Regions from separate parts of the Hordeum vulgare genome. Here region 1 is linked to region 2. A link is a contact called in public Hi-C data. All regions are on one chromosome and are shown on one strand. The core of a region is the stretch at or near the end of the contact, and the rest is flanking DNA. Distances in the headings are between cores, read along the strand shown.

Region 1 (4,472 bases), core at 1,791-4,290, 530 kb after region 2:
TAGACATGGAAATATATTTTGTAATCTTTTAATTATGTATCTGATAAATGTTTGATGATTACAACAAAACTGTTTTAAAATATATGAAAAAATACAACTACTATGGAAAATTCGTACATGTGTTAAAAACACCAAAACAAAATCAATGAAACACAATGGAAGAAAGAAAGCCCCAAAGAAAATCAGTAAAGATAATTAAAAATGAACAAAAGGATAAGTGAGAGAAAACCGGACAAACAAAAGGATAAGTGAGAGAAAACCGGACAAACAAAAAGAAGCAAGAAATACAAAGTATAACAAAAATAACGAAAAATTGAGTGAAAATAAAAAAAATATGAAGAAAAAAAGAAAACCAAAGAAAGTGGGTGAAAATCCAACAAACCAACACGAAGAAAATTTAACAGAAACATTATGCAAACCAGCGAAGCACCCCGGAGGCAACGGACAACCAACTAATACAACATTGCTAATGGGACGGCGTGTAGTCGGTTCATAACAGAAATCTGTATGGGAGAGACATAGACTTGATGCACGGGATCCCTTTTAATTAGTGATTTCGGCATCATCAGCCCGACTTCAAGTCTTCCAGGCATTTCATCAAATCATGGGCTTATGATGTTCGAAATGTTGGAAGTCGATCTAGACGGGCTCATGGACGAAATCGCTCAGACTTTCTGTTTCGCATTTTCTATTTTCTTATTTGGAATAATTTGGAACTTATGTGTTTGGGAAGCAACTAGTTAGCGAGCGCTTTCTCAGAAGTTTTTCAGTGATCGCTCCCGCGCATTTCCAGCCATCGCCACGTGCCGCGTTCTAAGCGTTTTCTTTGAATTCTGTTTTATTTTTATTTTTTCGCACGCGTTTTCGCTTTTTTAATGTGTTTTATTATTATTATTTTGTGTTACGGTTTTTCACCGGTCTTTCGTAACTTTTGGATGAAAAAAATCGTAACTTTTTTCGCAAAAAAACACATTTTATTTTTTTTACGTGACAAAACACGTTTTTTGTTTTTTTGCGAGAGGCACGGTCGCGCGTCTCGAAAAGGAAAAAAACGTATTTTCTGTTTTATTTTACGACAAGCACGTTTTTTGCTTCCGCGGAAGACACGATTTTGCCTTCACGAGAGGCATGCCCGTGCCTCTACTGAAAGGAAAAAACGCTTTTTTTTACGAGAGGCACGGTTTTACTTCCGTGAAAGGCACGGTTTTGCCTTCGCGAGAGGCACATCTCCGAAAGGAAAAAACGTGTTTTCTATTTATTTTTACGAGAGGCACGGTTTTGCTTCCGCGAAAGGCACGGTTTTTTCTTCGCTGGAGGCACACCCGTGCCTCTACTGAAAAGGAAAAAAAACGCGTTTTGTGCTCATTTTATTTTCTGCGAGAGGCACGATTTTGCTTCCACGATAGACACGGTTTTGCCTTCGCGAGAGGCACGACCCGTGCCTCTCGAAAAGGAAAAAATGTGTTTTCTGTTTTTTTATCGCGTGAGACACGGTTTTTTCTTTCGATTTTTTCATGAAAAAAATGTTTATCAAAATCTATCAACATGAAATCTAGTTTTGAAGATCTCGACGCGAGAAAGCCAACGGTGAAAACGGTTCGAGATTTGGACGCACGGTTTAGGAGATAAAACATTTTAAAAATACGGATCTACAAAAAAAAGGAAAACTCCCAGGTTACGACAAGTGGCACTGTGAAGGTGGGAGTACTCGTTGGAAGGTGTATTCACTAACTAATGATTTCGTGTGTTTGAAGGCACCTCTTACTAGGCACCTTTAGCGCTGAGGAAACTGAATGTCGCTCACTGTAGCGCCGAGTTGGTCCAGCCTAGTAACATGCAGCACAACCAACTTATAAAAGCACGAAAAACAAAAACAAAATGTGTGCCACTTGTCGCACCCCGTAAAGGTGGGAGTAATCGTGTATTCACTAATTAGTGATTTCGTGTGTTTGAGGGCACCTCTTACTGTGCGGCTTTAGCGCTGAGGAAACTGAATGTCGCTCACTACAGCGCCGAGTTGGGCCAACCTAGGAACGTGCAGCACAACCAACTTATAAAAGCGCGAAAAACTAAAACAAAATGCGTGCCACTTGTCATAGCCTGTCAAGGTAGGAGTAATCGTTGAAAAGGTCTATTCACTAACTAGTGATTTCGTGTGTTTGGGGGCACCTCTTACTAGGCACCTTTAGCGTCGAGGAAACTGAATGTCGCTAACTATAGCGCCAAGTTGGGCCAGCCTAGAAACGTACAGCACAACCAATTTATAAAAGCGCGAAAAGCAAAAAACAAATTAGGCTATCCATAGGATTCGAACTCACGTTGTTGCGACCAAGTATGAGTTCAGCTATCCCTACTCGACTGTTCTGACAAATAATAGAGCCAACCTGATAAGAACACACGGTTGCGCAAGTTATTTCACAGTACTATGTAGTATACCACTGAGTTTTTTAAATTATTTGAAGACAAATTATGAGTTTAAAACGTCATTTTTTAATTGAAGTTCACAAAATTGAAAAGAAATCATCAATTTATTAAACAACACTCATCATTTTTGAAAAATGTTCGTGAAAAAAGGGAAAAGCGTTCATCAAATTTGGGAAACAATCCACAAATTTGAAAAGAGTTCATCAAATAAAAAGTTCATAAATTTGAAAAAGAATTTATAGAGCAAAAAAAGTTGATCTAATTTCAAAAACTTCATTGATTTTGTAAAAAAAGTTTATCAAATTTGGGAAATGGTCATGGTTTTAAAAACGAAGTCTACGGATTAGAAGAAATATTCACGTGTTTGAAGAAAAGATTCAAGGTGACGTATACTAGTCGCAAGTCGTAAGGCATCCTGTAAGTTACCGCGTTGCCTGTCAATTTTTTTTTTGTGAGAAAGCCTGTCATTCCTAGAGGTCGCTAGTTTGGTGCTTGGCCGGCCAATGTTTTTAAACTTTTATACATAAGAAGAGAAAATGATGTACATGGGCCGTCCCATGGCGGATGAGGTGTGTGCGCCGGTTGGCACGTCAGCCTATATCCGGTGCCTGGACGCCGAATAGTATTGCCCGCGTTTGGGCCCAACACGACCGAACAAACAGAGTCCTGATCCGACCAGCCCGTACGTGTCCTAAATTATTCCAAAGAGAAGCGCATCCGTAGAATCTCTTCTCCTTCTCCACGCTTTCCCCACGTCGACGGCGCACACAACCTACATATACACCTCCGCTTGCGCCGTAAGAAAAACCCTCGTGAGATCATCGCCTCGTCGACCGTCGACCGTGGTCTCCGTATGCAGCCGGCCGAGATGGATTCGCCCGTCCGGGAGATGCAGGAGATGGACGAGTTCGTGCTCGTCCCGCACGCCGCGGACCTCTGGTCGTACCAACTCGACGAGGACGACGATGACCACGACGCGCGCTTCCTCGCCAGCAACGACGAGAAGACGATCGACGTGAACCACTTCGCCTCCGAGCCCACGCCCCACGCAGCAGTGCAGTGCGGCACGAAGGAGCCGCCGGCGCCGTCCGGCTCGGAGAGCGAGGGTTCGGTTGACGTCGAGGAGGAAGCGGTCGACGGCCTGTTGGAGAAGGCGTCGGATGCAGACGAGGGCGGGGAGGTGGTTGCTGACCAGAAGCCAGAGTGCAAGGACTGGGAAGGCGACCGCGGTCACGGGTGGCAGCAGCACGCGGTCGGCGTGGTCTGCTCCGTGGGGCTGGCGGCGGCGGCCACCGGCCTGGCCCTGCTTCTCGGCGGCCACCAGCAGACGCCGCACAAGGTCCACTTTCGGGGGGTGGCCGGTGATAGCAAGGTACTTAGCATAAATTTCAGGACGCATATCAATTGTAGTACTATTTTTGTACTCAGCATAAATTTCAGGACGCATATCAATATATATATATATATACACACACACACATACGGTTAACGTGACGGCATAGAATAAATTTCTGATGATGCCGCTCAACTTTTTTCCAATGCAGGTGCCTAAGGTTTCAGCAAGGCGGGACGAGAGGCTAGACCAGAGGATGTCGGTGCCGCGGTTTGAGCATGCGCCGGCCATGATCTCGTTCGGGGGTTCCTACGGCGGCCACATGTTTTGATGGGATCGTGTGCCTATCGATCGTGTCGTGAAGAACACTGGTGCATATTACCTTAGAATTAGGAATCAAATTCGTCGACTTGTTAGAAATATAAGGTCATTTTGAATGCAGTTAGGACTTTATTTTGGTGCTTACATGTAACCGGTAGACAGCCCGCGGTGAAATTAATGATGCTCCGAATAAGCATGGCACCCGTAGGGTATGGGTAGGGGGAGCCTTCCCATACCCTCACACACCCCGTCTGATATTATCTATCACCCTTATCCATATCCGTCAACGGGTATAATTCTTTTCCCATATCCGTTAACCGATAGGGTGAACGAGTATCCGCCGATAAAATTACCCATATTTGTAAACATCAATTTAAACAACTTAAAGTTATAA
Region 2 (4,074 bases), core at 969-3,468:
AGTAGTACATAGTGGAATCTCTAAAAAGACTTATATTTAGGAACGGACGTAGTAGATCTTAGGAAAACCATATGATTTTCAGTCCTACAAACCAAACAAGCTCTGTACATAAAAAATCATACGGAATGTAATCCTCCAAAATTTCTTTGATATCCTTTTGAACCAAAGAGACATATTTTTGTTTTGCTATCTTTATGTTATATTTGATGATGTACATTCCATGCACAACAGCATGTGAATTGTCAAGTGAATGAACGAGGATATGTGTTTGTGATTCCGATGATTTTTTTCCTAGCTATCGAATTCAAAATCAAACTGAGATACCTCTACTTCTGCTGTGAATGTGTACTATTTTTTTGTCGTTTAAATTGAATCAATTATGCTTCTCAGGTCATTCCAGCATGGCTTGGCTGCTTGCCTATAAAAGATGACAAGATTGAAGCAAAAGTCGTGCATGATCAGCTTTGTTCAATGGTGGAGAGGTATTTGCTCTTTAGTGTTAGCATGGCAGGAACAGTAGAATATTTCTTACATTTTATATAATCTGTTTTTCGTGTGCAGATCGGATGCACTGGTTCTTGGACCTCACAGTCAGTATCTTCCTAAAATAGTTTCTATTTTTGCTGAGGTAATTTTGAATTATGTGCTTGCTCTGTTAGTCAGTCATCTCCAGTTAGGGGGCGTTGTAGTATGGCTGAATGAAATAATGACCATGAAACAGTACGTGCGTTTTGATGTATAAATTCATGTGATTGATTTATTTTTTAAGTTTGGGCCTAGGTCTCAGCTTTTAGCCATGCATGGTAGCGGCATACCTTTTTTATCCAGCAGTACATCTTTGATATTTAATCTTAGTTTTGTATGAAGAATTTAGTAAATGATTGGTTACTTCATTTTGTTTTATGTAGGTTCTGTGCAATGGAAAGGAGCTTGCAACAGATGAAACTACCACCCGGATGATCAATGTTCTGAAGCGGTTTCAGCAGACACTGCCACCTGATTTTCTTGCGTCAACATTTTCCACCTTGCAACCACAGCAGCAGCTCATGCTACAGTCCATCCTATCCACATAGTTCTCTTCTGTTTTGTGGCTGCAAGGTTGAGGCTTGCTTTTCTTTCCATAATTCGTCATTGGTACTGTCAACCAATTTTTTGTGTTGAATCTTATTCTGGGGGAGTTCATTTGTGCATGCATTGGTCGCTTCAAGGGATTGGTGGTCGCCATTCCATATGGTTTTTGATGTAGAGTGTATATTATCTTGTATTCAAATATGATTTTGGGGCTTGCTGCGTCAAAGATGTAAGGGAAATGGCGAAAATTGTTGTCGGTTGAGTTGAACAATGGTGCATCAGTTTTGGTAATGAGATTGTTATGTTTTTGTGTGATGATCCTCGTATGCTCTATATTAGTGATGATTGTGTTGCTTAGATATTTTCTTCTTTTAGTCAAGATTCTTAATATTACTCTCATATTGCGCAAGCTATAAAGAAAACAGTTAACTAGCTGCATTAACTTGCTAAGCTAAGGCTCTGTTTGGATTCGAAAACCGCAGTATTGGATGATACAACACATGTATTATTTAAAGGGGTATTTTAGTTTGTTTTGACCTCTAGTGGTGTGTGCATTTCCACTGCTTGATTGTATAATTCAGTATACTGAGCTCCCCTCTATGTTATGCCGGATTGTGTTCCTGCCTGCCAAACTTCCCAAAAATCCAGGTAACCATTACCAAAATGAATAAAATACCAAACCAAATACAGTCGTGCGAGTAACCTTGTTTGGTGTCTAGACGGTCTTAAACATTTGGAAACAACTAATGGTTGAAGCGATATTCAGAATCCAGGTGCATGCACCAACGGAGAAGAGAGGAATCGGCAAAAAGAAATACCCAGGGCACCTTTCAGATAATCTTCCTGTATCAGGACCTGACATCAGGAACTGCATTTGAACGGTTCGTCTGAGATAATAAGCTCCCCCGAGCACGCCACTCCCCCCTCCATGGCTCCATCCACTCCTGTCCTTCGTGGCCTCCTCTCAGTTTCAGCACAAGACAAATCTGAATCGAATCTACACCAAAAGATGCGAGAAGATGCTCCTCCTGACTTTTTGCGCTGCCCAAAAAGTGGTATTTTGTCTCGTCCGCGCGGATAATCTACGGGGCTGGACAAGGAGACGCACATTGACAGCGACAAACAAAGCATCTCCGCCGCTATAAAACAACCCGTCATTAGGATGGGCCTCCTTGGAGCCTTCTCTGGGCTCATAAAATATGGGTGCACCAGTCTTATACGCTCAATCAACGAGAGGACTTGGAATATAGGCAGCGTGGCTGCTGCGCAACTTGACAAAATTCACCTTTTTCATAGCATGAGCGTAGCACGACTTTTAAATTGAAATGGTCCATCGTTTTGCTCCATGCCTGAGACGCAATGTTGATTTTTGGGTGCGGATGACAAGGACCTGCCCCATTAGACTAGCACTGGCGTCTCTTTTGTTGCTGATGAGACTAGATAAGAGCTCTTGTCAGCAAGCCTAGTTGCTTCAACCTTAACCATCTAATATTTGTAGGGTAAACTGAAAGACTGATAAAAGTTTATGTTCTTCTCGAGTTGTAAACAGTGGTATCACACATGGATAATCTTCCTTATAATCGCTCTAAATTATCTTGCTGATGATGTTAAATGAAACGTGCCAGTCTGCGAAATATTAGGTAAAACCTTGACAATAGTGCGTAACACACTACGCTTAGGCCAACTCAACATTTTGGTGAAGTGAGGGTGAGACAAGGCAACAAGAGAGGGTCATCGTGTTGCTTGATTCAGAGACAAGTTGACTGTGCATATGAAGGACCAACAAATGAAACAAGCAAATGGTGTACTTGAAGCGATCTTCACTACACCACGTCCTAGAATGGAGGGCAAACGAATGCCAGCATTAATAGTTCAAAAATGTCAAACATGTGTAGAGGAAGCCACTAGCAGATGGATGTCAAACTATTATCGACACGAAAATATCCCTAGGCAATGGCAAACAGTGTGCGTCTTTAATGTCTCCACCGGCCCTTCATATCGTGTTGTTTCACAGACTGGTTGTAGTTGATATCAGCTTGATATAAATATATGTTATACTCTATGGCAACCGTAGCTGGCCAAACGGGCTGGGCTAAACAGGTCGGCCCGTGAGCCCGCCGGCACGACACGTAATGGGCCGGACACGACACGACTTAAACGGGCCCGTACTAGGCACGCAGCCCGCCTCGGGCCATGCCTGGGCCTGAAGGCTGGGCACGCGGGCCGGCATGCCATGACCCGTTTACATTTTTTATTTTTTATTTACACACACACACACACACACACACACACACACACACACACACACACACACACACACACACACACACACACATATATATATATATCCGGTTAATATTCGTGCCTGGGCGGGCTGTGCCGTGCCGGACCGTTTACAGCCGGGCGTGTCGTGCCGTGTTGGACCGGCCCGTTTGGCCAGGTATGATGGGAACCATTTCGAGACAAAGATCAGCTCGTGCTTGTTCGGGGTTACGACAAGGAGATCCACTACCCTGATATTTTTCAATATTGTGGATGATAGGCTGGCAAACCTTACCGGTTGCGCAAAAGATGCATGTCAATAGTGGGGTGGTGTCACATCTCATGGATGGTAGGCTTTCCATCCCCAAAATATGTTGATGACACGATTTACTTCAAAAAGGCAAAAAATCTTAAGCTTGTGTTGTGTGCTTTCGAGCAGTTTTCTAGTTTGAAGATTAGTTTTTATAAAAAATGAATTGTTCTATTTAGGACAAGTCCGAGAAGAGACAACCCCATATACCCATTGTTTGGTTGTGTGCAAGGCAAGTTCTCGTCCTGGTATTTTGGAATTTGGATACATTATCGTAGACTCTAAAATGTCTATTGGAATCATGTGGAGAAGCATATGTAAAAGGGCCCGAACAGTTGAAATGGAAAGTCCTTGTCCTCTCATCCTCTCGGAAGGCTTGTCCTCTTCAACTATGTGCTCCATAACTAGTCCTTTACATGCTCTCGTTCTTT

What was found. Hi-C and Micro-C count contacts between places; a contact is called where the count stands out from the background.
Region 1: a contact with region 2 is called in a Hi-C map of leaf, with 2.9 times the contacts expected there. The contact joins two enhancer-like sites. A contact is called at or near these places in 2 of 6 Hi-C or Micro-C datasets (leaf and seedling).

The regions. Positions count from the first base shown.
Region 1 is chr2H:146,698,126-146,702,597 of MorexV3_pseudomolecules_assembly, forward strand. No RefSeq gene overlaps it. Among protein-coding and RNA genes, the nearest start is that of LOC123425597, 68 kb to the right of the region's middle. Within about 2 kb of position 3,041, at least 3 of the 3 cell types and tissues checked have open chromatin away from gene starts, as enhancers often do. A contact at or near this core is called in leaf, where this site is marked.
Region 2 is chr2H:146,173,628-146,177,701 of MorexV3_pseudomolecules_assembly, forward strand. LOC123425593 (importin-5-like) reads left to right here. Exons shown (of 20, transcript XM_045109283.1): 18 at 391-482; 19 at 562-628; 20 at 909-1,386. The coding sequence ends at 1,073. Among protein-coding and RNA genes, the nearest start is that of LOC123425593, 11 kb to the left of the region's middle. Within about 2 kb of position 2,219, at least 2 of the 3 cell types and tissues checked have open chromatin away from gene starts, as enhancers often do. A contact at or near this core is called in leaf, where this site is marked.